Regions from separate parts of the Mus musculus genome. Here all the other regions are linked to region 2. The links are chromatin contacts, called in public Hi-C and HiChIP or PLAC-seq maps. All regions are on one chromosome and are shown on one strand. The core of a region is the stretch at or near the end of the contact, and the rest is flanking DNA. Distances in the headings are between cores, read along the strand shown. Region 1 overlaps Slit3 (slit guidance ligand 3). Region 2 holds the start of Spdl1 (spindle apparatus coiled-coil protein 1). Region 3 overlaps Dock2 (dedicator of cyto-kinesis 2).

Region 1 (4,908 bases), core at 128-2,627, 490 kb before region 2:
GTGTTCACAAGGCCACAAGAGAGCACTATGTCCTGCTGAGTTGGAGTTACAGGTGGTTTTGAGCCAACATGGGTTCTGAGAGTCAGGCTCTGAGCAGCAAGTACTCTTTTCTACTGAGCTATCTCTGTCCCACAGAAACCAGTTCTTTAACACTGCAAGCCTCACGTATTTCTCAGAGTACTGAGTCAGTTCACTGAAGGACAGCAAACCCATCACTCTACTAGCGAGGGCAAATGCCTACAGAACATTTGTGTACTTGGTCTCATTCTGACCCATCCTGCCAACAGGATAGAGAAAAAAATGACTGTCACGACTAAGAGAATCACAGTGACTCCTCCTTGTCAGAGACTGGTCCAGTATAGAACCTGAAAACCATGAAATGAACATGTAATAGTGACAGAGATGTGGTGGTGTTTTCCACTACAACAATACCTTACATCAGGAACTCTAGGTAAGTAGCTCTCTTGGTAGTGAAACCATACCCATAAACCCATCACTGGCCAAAGGCACAATTTGAATTTAGCAGTTGTTCTTACTGCTCCAAAACAAATAAAAGGACCAGAGAATCAGACATATTGATTGTGTTAAAGGCTTGACAGAACATCCAAAAATGGGAGCTTGGGTTTCCTCAACTGCTGATGAGAAGTACTGACCTTCAGTGTTATTTGAGACCCAACCAGACACCCGAGTGGAGGGACAGGACAATCACGGGTTCCAAACCAACCAAGAAGGTTTATTCCACATCTAATTACAGTCTTTCCTTGATATGCATGGGTGGCTGGTTCTAGGATACTCACTTTCCCTCTGTGAAACAGTATAATGTATGAAAGCCACTGACTTCCTGCAGACTGTAAGAGATACCTGGATGATTTATGATAGTTAACACTCCATACGTAACAATTGTATGCTGCATGCTTAGGGAATGATGACAGGAAAAGCATGGACATATTCAGTAGAGACACAGCTCTCCTCTTCAATATCTGCAGCCCATAGATGGCTGATGAATACAGAGAGGCCAAGGACAAGGAGAACCAGCTCTAGGTGTATCTGCATTGCCAGACAAATATTCTTGCCAACTTTGACACATACGCAGCATGTATACAGTAGTGGAAGGACGGCTCTCTATTCTCAATAGAATGGAGCTGAAGGGAAAGATTCTGGGCTAGCTGGGACCCCACCCTACCCCACCCCACCCCCAAAGCTTTACTACTTACCCTGTCCCTCCCCACCACACACCTGCACAGTGAGGTAGCTGAGAAAGAGGAAATGCCACCTGCATAGGCTTAGCACTTGTAGCAAAAGGTGCTGGGTGCTGAGTACCATCTGAGAGCCTTAGTAAAACTTAACAGGAGCAGAAATGGTGAGATCTGAGGCAGCAAACTGGCAAACAGGAAATCGTCCCTGTGATCTCCTACTCTTCAAAGGGCCCCTCTGCAGGATGCGTGTTTGTCAGTTCAGAGTTTAATGAGCCTTCTATATGCACTCAATTCAGGCTCAGCAGGGAAGCCCAAACAGGGTCTGAGGCTGCAGCTACCACAAGCCTCCGGACAGATGCTGCCTGGATAACAGTCTCAGGATTTGAATTGCCACAGTCTTCTGAAACCTATCCTGCTCTTCCCCAGTGGTGACACCCAGGGGCCCACTGACCCAGAATCTTCCAGTCTGGTGGGCAATGACATAGGGAAACCTCAAGATTGGTCTTTTAAAATACCTGCCTGAGGTATAGAGCCACCTTCCATGGTTAGCTCTTCCTTACTTCAGGAGATCAGCTGGCTAATCTGAACATCTTCCAGATTCAACACTTCTCAGAAATGGGCTCATGGGAATGTGAGCAAAGAAAAGAGCCCTGGGTCCCTCCATCACTTGTTCAAGTGTGGGGAGGTGAAGGGAGACTCCTTCATGTTCCAGTGTGGGATCTACAAACCCACAGCCTTTTGCTCACTCATGCCTTCGACTCCAGTGATATTCATGGGAAACAAAAACTTGGGTCTGAGCTTCCATTTTCAAATGGGAAATCACACACACACACACACACACACACATCTTCTACAAAATTAGCAGAAGCTGTATTTATCGCTGGGCCTCCATACGTGCAAGATCAAGTTGCTCTGGACTGAGCAGGGCTGCCCTCTGTCTCAGGGCCCAGGGCATCGAATCTGACCTCTTTAGGGTAAAGCACTGGAAAGAAAGCCAGCTAAATTGGCCTCCCCTGGGTGGAAAGGTCCTTTTTTTTTTTTTTTTAGTATTTACAAAAGCTCCCTGTTGGTTGGAGGAGCCCAGTTCTCTCTGTTGCCCCTGCCCAGCTGCACCTACTTGTGTTACTGGAGAGCCCAGCAGAAGCAGCTAACCTCTAGCCAGCAACTCTGGGCTGCTGTGATCTGTTTCCAAACTCAACACAGATCGGATTTCTCCTGGCTTCGGAGACCCACTCTCCTGGATTGCCATCCACGGAGAGCCCTGGTTCTCCTGAGAGCCCAGTTATCCTGCGAGCCCAGTTCTTTGATTTCTTTACTTCTACTTCTACCCAGGCTTCCTGGGACCCTGGGCAAACACCAGCTGTCACTTGGAGCTAGGGCAGGTCACCTGGATGGGCTCTCGAGCCTCGCACACACATAAACACACACACACACACACACACACACACACACACACACACACACACCACACACACACACACTCAGCATCTCTGTGGAGCAAGCTCACTGCCTTTGAGGTTGTCTGCACCCCCTACAGCTTGTTCTTTAACATCTTCTCACCTAATGGGTGAGAAGAGACCTGGACCATAAAATGCAAGCCTTTGCAATGGGCAATTAATCCCATCTGAAATCACCACTTCAAGTAACAACAATAAACAGGGCAAAAGGGTTTTTTGGTTTTTTTCTCTCTCTCCTTTCTCTGGTCTTGCACTACTGAGAGATAATCTGCAGAGTATAAAGGTTTTTTCAATGCCCAGATCCACAACAACTCCACCAACTCCTGTTTAAGCCTAAGTGAAATCTAATGATACGGAGATATGGTTACTAATATGACTCTGAAACTCCCTGGCATCCAACCCATCACTGCCACCCATTCTATCAAGCTAGTGGCATCTTTAAAGGAACCCCAGAAGACTAGGCAAGTATCTATCCAGTACCAATTGGGGGGCAACTTCTTGGATTTTGGGGCAGTGACAGTCTGCAGAAAGTCCCTTCTGTGAAAATTCAGCTGGATAAAGGTCAGGGTCAAACAATCTGCAGAAATGGCAGGGTGTTCTGTGCAGCTTCCTGGAGCCCTCGCTCTCTCTCCAAATTTGCTCTCAGGCCGTTGCCCTCCAGCTGCCTCAGCCCTACCACATCTGAAAGCTCTCAAGACCTTACTTCCAGAAGAAGCCCAAAGCATCCTCAGAGGTTGGAGTCCCTCCCACAGCAGGTACGTTGCCAGCCGCAGCTTCTGAAGCAGGAGGCTCTGCTACAATCAATGTTCATCCCTGCCCTGCCCCCACCCCATAATGGTTAAGGCCACCGAACAAAAACTTAGAGGCTTCACTAGCCAAGCCCCTCATTTTGCTACAAAGAAAACATGTAAGAAGCTGGGTAAGGCAGGTCAAGCTTGTAATACCAGCATAAATGGTAAATAAATAAATAAAATAAATACCACCATACCTCTTAAACGAGGCAGAGGCAGGGGGGTTGCTACAAGTTCAAGGCCAGCTTGGGCTAAGGAATAAAACCTTGTTCAATAAACAACAACTAAACAAACAGAGAGAAACAAAACCAGGGTCTGGAGAGATGGCTTGATGGTTAAAAGTTGCTTGCTGCATAATCGTGAGGACTAGGGGTCCCACCCTAGAACCCACATCACACGCCAGGTACCCTGCAAAGCTTGTGACTCCAGCTAAGAGGGATTTGACACCTTCTTCTGGCCTCCATATATGCACAGGACCTGGAAGGACAGTCACAGGGTCTTAACATTTGCTGGCTTCTTGGATGGCTCTATGGAAAGGCTCTGACACTCATCAGCAGACTCCTCTCAGGCTACAGGGCCTTGAAGGTACTGGCTCTGGAATGTAGCCCCAGAGAGAGACTTCCCTCTAGGTCTTTCTTCCCTCTGAGCCTGAAAATCCATTCTCAAAATGATCACATGACATGTACTCAGCCTGACCAGAAGTGCGAATGAGAAAGACACTGAGATGGCCTTTCTTTTTGACATCCATAGAACAAGGATGGAATTAAAAAAAAAAATCATTAGCTTTTTTGGCCTCTGCAGACATCTTCCAGTAACTCGCCAAAATGATGAACTACAAAGGGAAAGAGGAGAGGCACCCGGTATATGATCTCTAGGCCTTTTAGGAAACATGGAGTTGTTCCTTTGGCCACATACATGCGAATCTACAAGAGGGTGATATTATAGACATCAAGGGAATGGGCACTGTTCAGAAAGGAATGCCCCATAAGTGCTACCACGGCAAAACTGGAAGAGTCTACAATGTCACCCAGCATACCGTGGGCATCATTGTAAAAAAGCAAGGTAAGGGCAAAATTCTGGCCAAGAGGATCAATGTGCGGACTGAGCACATCGAGCACTCAAAGAGCAGAGACAGCTTCCTGAAGTGGGTGAAGGAGAACGACCGGAAGAAAAAGGAAGCCAAGGAGAAGGGTGCCTGGGTTCAGCTGAAGCACCTGCCTGTGCCACCCAGAGAAGCACACTTTGTGAGGACTAACGGAAAAGAGCCGGAGCTGCTGGAGCCCGGTTCATAGGAATTCATGGCCTAGTGTACAAAAGACATAAAGTACTAGGACTGCAAAGTGTTCTTAAAAAAAAAAAATCATTAAATGGATGTCAGTGTTAGCAGGGGGCCAATAAAGCCGGACCTTTCAGTGCCTGTTGGTGCAATCAAAACTGGCACCAGCGGTCTGAAAGGGGTTTGCT
Region 2 (4,921 bases), core at 1,956-4,455:
AACAGCATTCTAACATGGAGTTAGTGTGGTCACACTCAAAGAATGACGAGCTTCTCACAGCAACCAGCCTGCACTTGAGTAGCTATTGTCTTAGGAATTTTAACGGAGGGGAGAGTGGATATTTTTGTTGCTTCTCAGAATTCAGAAGCCTTTCCTATGCTCCGTGAACCCATTATCATGCAAGGAGGAATACGCCATCTCTGATGTAAAATGAAAATGGCAGACACAGAGGAATCCACCCCACCATAAACTTTTGGCATGTCAGCCATGCATGTGGACCTCAGTCTCATTTGGGAGACCTGTACTTCAAACTACTAAAGAGTGTAGGTTAATCTAGGAAGCTATCTAAAAATCGTTTCACTTGTGACATCTAGTGTCTGGACATGGTACTGGCTGTACTCTATCCAGGGCATCCCTAACAGTGCCTTTTAACTTCATGGAAAAAGATAAAAACCACAACAAATTTACTTTAAAGATTGTAAGTGACTTTTATTTATGATTCTAAGTTACAACAGTCCTCAGGATCTGAAGAGGTTTTAACAATTCCTTTCAACAAGATCAGGAAGTATTTGTGAATAGGAAACAAGTGAGACAGAGAGACCTCTTCAGGTCCCAGCTCAGCATCCACTTGATTTGAATCATCTGGCCACTGAAGATGGTCTTGAAGCTCAATTATTTGTGTGCCACTTAGTGCAAATGATTCCAGGTTACTTTCATGCAGTGGGCCAGTGTAGAAAGACGCGCCCAAATCAATGTTCTCCTATAAACTGCCTTTAACGATTAGAGAGAGAGGCCTTTAAGACTTTGTGAACATGGTCCTCTCCCTCGAGTCCATTTTTCCTTACTTCTGCCATCTTTCAAGACTCTGCTTAGTGCCAGTGCATTTGTAACTTTTTAAATGAATATCCAGACAAAATATACTTTTCCTTTTATGTAGGGTCATATGAATTTAAAAAAAAAAAGATTTATTTATTTTTATAAATAAGTACACTGTTGCTGTCTTCAAATGCACCAGAAGAGGGCATCAGACTTCATTATGGGTGGTTGTGAGCCACCATGTGGTTTCTGGGATTTGAACTCAGGTCCTTTTGGAAGAGCAGTCCAAAGCTTACCCACTGAGCCATCTCGCCAGCCCATGAATTTTTAATATATATGTGAGTATATTTGTGTGTGTGATAATTTCTACAGCCATGATTTTAAATATATATTTGTTGGGGTTCAGGAGTCGCCCACAAACCACACAAACACCAAGCTCAGTCAGACAGGGATGGTTTACTGAACACACACCCTAAGCTTGATCGATCAGGGCCATAGTTCAGAATCTGGCGGCCGAGGCTACAACTCCGAACATTTCTCAGGGTGTGCTTATAAAGGAAAATGCCACAATGAGCTCGTGTGCAGGTGCTGGAAGTGCTGTTCAGTGGTCAGCTCTGACTCAAGCTATTTTGGACATAACAGTTCATACTGATTTAATCTGATGGGTCCTATAGCTTTGTGGAATTTCTTAAGATTAACAATTGTCATACAGAACATAACAAGATATGTTATCAACATGACCTTGCTCTGAGTCAAGTTATTTTTCTGTGCCAATGAGTGGCAGGCATATCACAGCAACAGTATGAAAGAGCTGGCAGGCATGGAACAAAATGGCTACAGCTATGTTGGGGGGCACAGGCCTCAAGAATATTAAATATATGTAAATAATATACTGTGTTGTGAGCAACTCCCTGATAGTACGTTTAATCACACATCCTTCCAAGGTCTATGTCACTGCACCTGAGAGATAGTATGTGATTTAATATGTTCTCTCTGAATCAAAGAACAAAACAAGGAATTCATAAAGATTTTAGTTACAGGTATTAACTAGTCATGACTGGCCAACGATAGAGGTTATCTTCCTGACTCCTGAGTTGAAGAATCTGAGAATGATAGAAGAAATGGAATTTGCTTCATTTAATGAAGAACTCAGTGGTGATTATATCTGCTTGATGGATCATTGTTGTTTATCTTAAAACAGTTCAGTCCTTTAAAGTCTGGTCTAGCTCCATCAGAAATAACGGTCTACAAATGAAAATGAAGTGAGAAAGTCAAAGGGTGTGGAGCATCAAGATATTAAAACTCAATGGAGGCAATGCAGGAAAGGGGAAAAATAAACACTGACTACTGGACACTGAAGGTAAAAAATCACTGGGGTACAGTGCAGGATTGGCCTCATGATAAAACAAACAAAAACAAAAAGAAACGCTGGTGATCTTGTCAAGAGACAATTTACTGTACAATATAACAAACTAATCCCAGCACTCCCGAGGCAGAGGCTGGAGGATCTCTGTGAGTTCATCGCTTGTCCGGTCTGCAGGGAGAGTTCCAAGACAGTCAGGGCTACATAGAGACCCTGTCTCAAAAAGCTAAATAATAACGATGATGATGAAACTGAATAGTGAAAACCTTCTCAGACGTTTTGTTATATAAAGAAAAACAAAACGGGAATGTTACTGACTGGAGTTTCCGATTCACTTTTGGAATGTGTCACTTCGGCACCTTCATCTACAGAGGGCAAAGATTCAACACAGTAAACCACGATAAAAGACATAGAGCCAAGCCCATAGATAAAAAAGATATGATGCCAGGTGCCAGTTACTAGAGCTCTCCAGATTTCCCATTGCTTAAAAGTGTAAAGAATAAGCAAGTTTACAAGGAATTTCTATTTAGACACGCATGCCCTCGAGCTGTACTGCAAAACCAGCTGGGTTCGTCTCAATAGCAGTCCTATTGCGGTGATTTTGAATTACTTAGGTTTTCTTTGGAGGAGACTTTAATTTCCTCTGCGCAAAGTGCAAGGGCTGGCAGGGTGGTTCGCAGTCCTAACTGGGGCGAGCCCAGTGGAAGGTGGCACTGTGCTGGCCCTGGTGAGACTCAACGCCTTAGCTCCTAAAGGCGACTGCAGGCGGGCCAGCGAGGGGCTGACAATACCTTCCGACCCGGCGACACTGGCGTTGGTAAAGACGACAACAAATAAATAAACCAGAGAAACACACTTCACTAAAAGCAGACACTTCTAAGAAAACGAAGCAGCAGGAACGCCCAAAAGCCCAAGTCGCGGAGCATGCACATGCGCAGTCTCTGCAAGGCGCCCCACTCGTTTGCCCCGGAGGCGCGGATTGGACAAGACATCTCGTGAGAAACGTGAGTTCTCGCGGGAACCGTATTCAAAAATCCCCGGCGCTTACTTAGCAGTGCTGCTGCCGAGTGAAGAGGGAGTTATTTCTGTGCTGAGGTGGAGTTAGTGTCACGAATCTGGGAGTCCAGTGCTCTCCGGACAGGCCTCCGGTTGCAGCAGCCAGGAAGCGTGAGGAGAGAGGTAAGGGCGAGCGTCGGGAAGGGTGAACCGGGAGGAGGTGGGAGGAACGCCTGTTCTCAGGAACCTGAGTTCTCTGGAGCCGCCTTCCGGGTCGGTGTAGTCTTCGGTCGGACCGCTTCGCTGCGGGTTTGACTGCAGAAGGATAAATACGGTGCTGGGTGGTCTGGGACCTCCGAGTCTTGAATTCTCCAGTACCCTTAGCCAGTGGTGCAGTCTGAATTAACTTACAATTATGTAGCAGACACACAGGACGGAGTCTCATTGTAACATCTCATTCGCTTATGTTTTACTTATTTACTTTTTTTGTTGTTTTTCTTTTATTCACATTATATCCCAATCGCAGCCCCCTCCCCACTTTCCTCCCAGTCCCGCCCCCCAATCCCTATCCCCACTACTACCCCTCCCTCTTTTCTCAGAGAAGGGGAGTCGTGTCCCCCCCCCCCCCCAGTACCACCTCATCCTGGGACATCAAATCCCAGCGGAGTTAAATAAGCATGTTCCAACCAGGCGGTCCAGGTAGGGTAAGGGGTACAATGGCAGGCAGCAGAGTCAGAGACAGCCCTGCTTCAATTGTTAGGGGACCTGCAGGAAGACCAAGCTGCATATCTGCTACACATACGTAGGGGGCCTAGGTCCAGCCCCTGCATCCTCCTTAGTTGGTGGTTCAGCCTCAGTGAGCCCCCATGGGTCCAGGTTGATTGACTTGCATGTCTTCCTGTGGTGGCCTTGACCCCTTCAGCTTGCTCAATTCTATCCCCTACTCTTCCTCACGAGACTCCCAGAGCCCTGCCTGATGCCTGATGGGCCTTTGCTTCTGCTTCCATCTGCTGCTGGGTTAAGCCTCTCAAGACACAGTTATGTTAGGGCTGCAAACATAGCACGGGGTCGTTAATAGTGTCAGGGGTTGGCTCTCTCTCATGGGATGGGTTTCAAGTTGTGCCATTCAGTGGTTCTGCTCCATCTTTATCCCTGAGCCTCCTATAGGCAGGAGAACTTTGGGCTTGAAAGTTTTGCTTGGGTTTGTTTATTTATCTATTCAATGATTACAGATTGCAGTGGTAACATTTTGGATGTTTGGGTTAAATGTTTTCACTTGTACTTATTTGTGAAAATGTAACTACCCCCACCCCCCAAAAAAAAGTTTAAAATCCGTTTGGCTGGCATGGTATTTCTGTTGATGCCTAGTAAGAATTCATGTGTTCTTAATCTAGTTAGATGCCTTTTACTCTTTTTGTTTTTGTTTTTGTTTTGTTTTGTTTGTTTTTCGAGACAAGGTTTTTCTGAATAGCCCTGGCTGTCCTGGAACTCACTTTGTAGACCAGGCTGGCCTCGAACTCAGATATCTGCCTGCCTCTGCCTCCCGAGTGCTGGGATTAAAGGTGTGTGCCACCACCTCCCGGCTTTTTTGTTTTTGTTTGTTTGTTTGTTTCCTTTTACTCTTTTTATCTTATAGAATCTCTAAGATAGATGAAGCAAGATGCTCACAAAACTTTTTCACATTGATGTAGCCAGTTGGATGTGGAAGTGAGCTTTGAGCTCAGATAGCTAGCTCATCCACAGAAC
Region 3 (4,585 bases), core at 659-3,158, 440 kb after region 2:
TGAGAGGCAAAGTCCCAAAAGACTTCATCTCAGGATTGCTTCTTGCAACTGATACTCCTTTTCCTGTCACTATTACACAGTCTAATGATTCCTGGGTATTAGCCCACCCTATTGGGCAGATTTCCTGCAGATCAACATAAAGATTAACTTCCATGAATTAATGCGGTTATAGAATTCCTGGTTTAATTCAAATAATTTTAGGAAGAATATTTTAAGAGATGATTTTAGTTGTTTTGCCAAAAGGATATAATAAAGTTAGAATCAAGAATAGAGTGTACCCACTTTTCATAAGATAGTAGATGAAGGCTGAATAATAAGGAATGCACTGAGCGTTCACAATTACACTAAAAAGACAAATAAGCCTGGGACAAATTTGTGATCAAGGAAAAACATTCATTATAGGTCAGATCCAAGGATGAAGCCACAGGTGTGCACTCTGATAAAGTGAGACCATGCGAATTTGTAGCTTTGAACTTATAATGAAACGCTGCTTTGAAGTTAATATCAGCATCCTTCTGTAACTCCCCTTTTATGTAATATTTTATCTATAAGGTAATGTTCTAAAGAACTTTTGTCTAAGAAGGCATAAGAGGGCCAGAGAGAAGGAATAAAGTGTGGCTCTGGGGCTCAATCCATCCATCCACCAAATGTGTGTGTGTCTATATATTTGCCATGTTTGCCATGGATATGTTTGTATGTATGTATGCATGCATGCAAGAACACTTGTGGAGCTGATGAGAAAAGTGGTCAGACCTGGCTTTTGTGTGTGTGTGTGTGTGTGTGTGTGTGTGTGTGTGTGTGTGTGTGTGTGTGCATATTGCCTGCATAGAATATTTTCTGTCTTTTCTTCTCTTTTCTTCCTAGTTCATGAAGAGTTAATGGGTCCAAGCTTCTTACCTGGCCACGGCAATACAGACAGGAACTCTAACAATTAATTTCTTACTTAGTTACCTGATGCTCCCAGCAGGAATAATTATCAAATGTCTGTCTGTCTGTCTGTCTAAACTTACACTTAAGAGTTAAAAGAGTGCAGAGTTTCATGCTGGGCATTCTTGCCAGGCCCAGATAATTAAGTTTTGTTCTGTCAGCAGTATTGACCCCATAAATCGCCCCCTCACAGTCTCCAGCACCCCCATCTGTTATCAGCATGACCCCAATCACCCCCCATTCCCCATTCTCTGCCCTTCCAGAGAGAACCAGTGCTGGGGCAGGCTCCTGGCAGGCAGTCTTCTCTGCTAGCTGAAATGACATGCCACTGTGAGACGTTCTCTGTGCTAGTTCAGAAGAGAAGCCCCACCTGTCTTTCACGTGAATCACAGATGGCACGGCCCCTTCTTTATCTCTTGCATGATGGGTCCATGGTGGTTGCATAATAACAAGGATGTCCTGCTTGGGTCAAACTGAAGAGTTTTGTTTTTTTTTTTAAGCTCTCATCCCCTGCCCCCTCCCCTGCTCTGTCTTCTTGCAAAAAGAAGGCCATGTGAGCAGAGCAAGCCAGACAGTGGCTACTGTCAGTAATCTAGGTTAGCCCCAAGGACAGGAGAAGGAGAAAGGCTACATGCTGGTGACATATCTGGGAATGGAGGGTAGGTGTTTCTCAATCCTAACCAGACCCACCTGACTGCCTTCTACCCTGACTGGTGTGTGTGGGATATCAATCTGCTGGTATGCCTTGATCTTCCTCTCTATCTTGGGCAATAGTATTACATACAAGGCTTGTAGCCCTTCAATGTTTGCCACTCTAGTCAGCAACCACAGGCCTTTACCTTTCCTCTATATCTCTAGTTACACCAATTACCCTATTTACAACCTATCTCCTTGAGTGACAACCTCTGACTAACTTGGTGAGATTTGTCCCTCAGGAGGAAGTCCTGTGCTCATACCAAACCTTGCAGAGTGGCTCAAGTGCTTATATCTGTTGGCCTAGCTTCCTCATTTGGCTCCCAGAAGCAGTGTCTGGCACACAGTAGGTTGTGAGGACTGCTAGCTCGCTTCCTTTCTTCCTGTTTTCTGGCCTAAGAATTGTCCCTTGTCTCCTCTCACCCCTAGCCCTACCCAACTTGTGTTGCCTCGGTAGGGACTTTAAAATGAGTGGTTCTGCATTGAGCCAGGTGGTGGCTACCTGCCACAGTTCCGGCTAGGCTGTTGGCTGGGGGTGGCTTCTCTGTTTTCAGAGCTGATCTGAGCCCACTGACTACCTAGGGACATAGAAATTGGCAGACGATCCCCAGCACTTTGGACAGTTGGTGGGGAAGCCAGACACCATGGACGCCGGATAGTACTCCAGCAACTCCAGCAACTCAAAGCAGCCTTTTCAAGAGAGAGGTGCAGACTCTCTTGTGTCCAGATCTTCTGCGAATGACTTGCTTCATCTGAACTACCAAGTACCCCTAAAGTACAACAGAGGTCTATGGGTTTAGGTGGTGAAGACCAGAAATCTTTGTTCTGAGCACCAACTACCTAGGATTCCACGCTGGCCCTGCTGAATTCCACATCCATTTTGGAGGGTAAATCGCTTAAGCTCCATGTGCTTTGATTTTCCCATCTTGATACATGGCTAGGACTATTTCTTCAGAACCCACCAGAGAGCTTTAAACAAAGGGTCACACCCAGAAAGTCTTCAGAAAAGTACCCATCGGGTCAGAAGCACGTAATACAATTTGGTGGCTATTTTCACTACTCTTGGTGGCATTGTCTTCAGGATCAGTGGGAGACAAGCAACCAAGGGATGTTTCCTTCCTATCTGTAAAGGACACAGAGGGTGTGGGCATTGATGACACAGAAGTGGACATGTAAGATGACATAGAAGAAAACACAAATTAAAACCCAAAATGACTAGAATGACTGGAGCTAGGAAGTAAGAAGTGACGTTGGAAAGAAGCATAGAATTTGTTCTGATCTTCCTAGGAAGGCGACTGAGAGGGGAACCATCCTTGCCATCCCTCAGTTCTGGGAAGTGTATTCCACAATAAAGAAGAGCACCCTTCTTTTGTGACCTTGAGGTCTGAGAGCGACTGTCCTAAGTATATAGATCACAAACATTTTCACAGATCTAAGATTTTTAGACCCAAACTCTGAGAGGATAAGTTTTGAGGAGATCTGAGGAAGGACCAGAGCGACAGACAGTAAATGAAGGAATGCACGTTCTGTCACTCAGGTGTGAACAAAGGGGATGACCAGGAGTGGGGAGGAAGGTCACCCTTAGATGTCTCCAGAGAACTACAGCCTGAAGACTGAGGGCCTCAGCAGTCAAACGGAATTCCAGCAAAAGCCAAAATGTCTCCCAGGGGTGATCCAACACCAGCCCATGGTAGGGAGCATCCCATTTTTGCAAACCTTCCTTTGGAAGGCAGTGCCATGGGAGGATGCTTACTGTACTGTCCAGGAGAACGGAGATACATTTTTCCTCTTGTCTCTGAGGGGAACATGTCTTCCACCCTTGAATGTGGATTCACATCTTTGACAAAAACAATTCACTACAGAAAGGTCCCCTTAGAGGCCAAGGAAAGGCTGTCTAAAGCTTCTTCTATATCACTTTAAAAATTATTATTCATAATGAAATACACCAAGGTCCACAGTACAGTTAGAGAAGCAGTCTCCAGTGAGACGTGATAGTGTTATCTGCTGCCCATCTTCTAATATGTTGCTTCTCCCATGAGTCCTAGCTGCAGGCAGCATCTCTGGCAGGTCTGCTACTATTTAAAACGTCCTGGACAAGTGTGACCCCAGGGCTCCCACAATCCTACCCTAGCTCTGCTGTACCCAGGCACATACTAACTGGCCTGGCATCACCTCCCTCACAGGCTTCCTCATGGGCAGAGCTATTCCTGACTCAGTATTATGTACCCAGTGCCTATGTGCTGCCAGGCCCATGGCAGAGAGAAATGCCATGTGCTTAGAAGCAGGTTTCGGGGGCTAGTTTAACCTCTAGCTGTCATTTACTAGGTGTGTGGCCTTGGCCAACCTATTACAAATTTTCAAGTATCAGTTTTCTTCTTTGTAAAACGGGATTGAAAGGAGTTCAAACACAAGGCACAAACACACACACACACACACACACACACACACACACACACACACACACACACACTTTGAGCTAAATGAGACAATGAAAACTAAACTTTCAGCATGGAATTTGTCTTATTTACTCCATTAGGAGTCAGCAAGCTATTTCTGCAGGAGTTGAGATAGTCAACATTTGTAGTTTTGTAGGCCCTGTGTTCTCTGTCTGAACTGCCATGGTAGCATGAAAGTCAAGGACAAAGTGTCAGTGAATGAACACAGAATGTTTCAATAAAACTTTATCCATCAAGCAGGTAGCCATGGTTTCTAGATGGCAGGCTTTGGTTCTCCAATGCGAAACAGGGATGAGCAGCCCTGAGGGTGAGGGAAGAAGCATCAGTGTTATAATGGCCATTTCAACAAAAGCGCCTGGAATCTTAGAGCTAGGTATGGTAGGTCTTGGTTCAAACCTTATCTAAGTAAATCCTGTGTGTTCTCCGAGCCTCAGTTTACTACAACATGGAATTCATGGTGACAAGTGAAGAGGCCTTTATCCCAAGAGGCTGGTTTGTGGTTTAGTAGA

The links. Hi-C and Micro-C count contacts between places; a contact is called where the count stands out from the background. HiChIP or PLAC-seq counts read pairs in DNA pulled down with a chosen protein or histone mark.
Region 1: a contact with region 2 is called in a Hi-C map of double positive thymocytes, with 9 times the contacts expected there. The contact joins the enhancer-like site here to the promoter of Spdl1 in region 2. A contact is called at or near these places in 8 of 39 promoter capture datasets (the 3T3-L1 cell line, embryonic stem cells and liver), 4 of 484 Hi-C or Micro-C datasets (double positive thymocytes and uterus) and 2 of 115 datasets of contacts at active chromatin or transcription factors (bone marrow-derived macrophages and embryonic stem cells).
Region 3: a contact with region 2 is called in an H3K4me3 HiChIP or PLAC-seq map of bone marrow-derived macrophages, with 6 times the contacts expected there. The contact joins the enhancer-like site here to the promoter of Spdl1 in region 2. A contact is called at or near these places in 8 of 39 promoter capture datasets (the C10 cell line, the HPC-7 cell line, embryonic stem cells and 3 more) and 1 of 115 datasets of contacts at active chromatin or transcription factors (bone marrow-derived macrophages).

The regions. Positions count from the first base shown.
Region 1 is chr11:35,323,035-35,327,942 of GRCm38.p6, reverse strand. All of the region lies in intron 4 of Slit3 (slit guidance ligand 3), which reads right to left. It overlaps Gm46277 (a long non-coding RNA gene), which reads right to left. Exons shown (of 2, transcript XR_003949657.1): 2 at 1-4,908. Among named protein-coding and RNA genes, the nearest start is that of Gm46277, 38 kb to the right of the region's middle. Within about 2 kb of position 1,377, at least 30 of the 459 cell types and tissues checked have an H3K27ac peak or open chromatin away from gene starts, as enhancers often do. A contact at or near this core is called in double positive thymocytes, where this site is marked.
Region 2 is chr11:34,831,925-34,836,845 of GRCm38.p6, reverse strand. Spdl1 (spindle apparatus coiled-coil protein 1) reads left to right here and starts at 3,205. Exons shown (of 12, transcript NM_027411.2): 1 at 3,205-3,358.
Region 3 is chr11:34,387,019-34,391,603 of GRCm38.p6, reverse strand. The region is part of intron 27 of Dock2 (dedicator of cyto-kinesis 2); the gene reads left to right. The region is part of intron 1 of Insyn2b (inhibitory synaptic factor family member 2B); the gene reads right to left. Among named protein-coding and RNA genes, the nearest start is that of Insyn2b, 74 kb to the right of the region's middle. Within about 2 kb of position 1,908, at least 33 of the 459 cell types and tissues checked have an H3K27ac peak or open chromatin away from gene starts, as enhancers often do. A contact at or near this core is called in the HPC-7 cell line and bone marrow-derived macrophages, where this site is marked.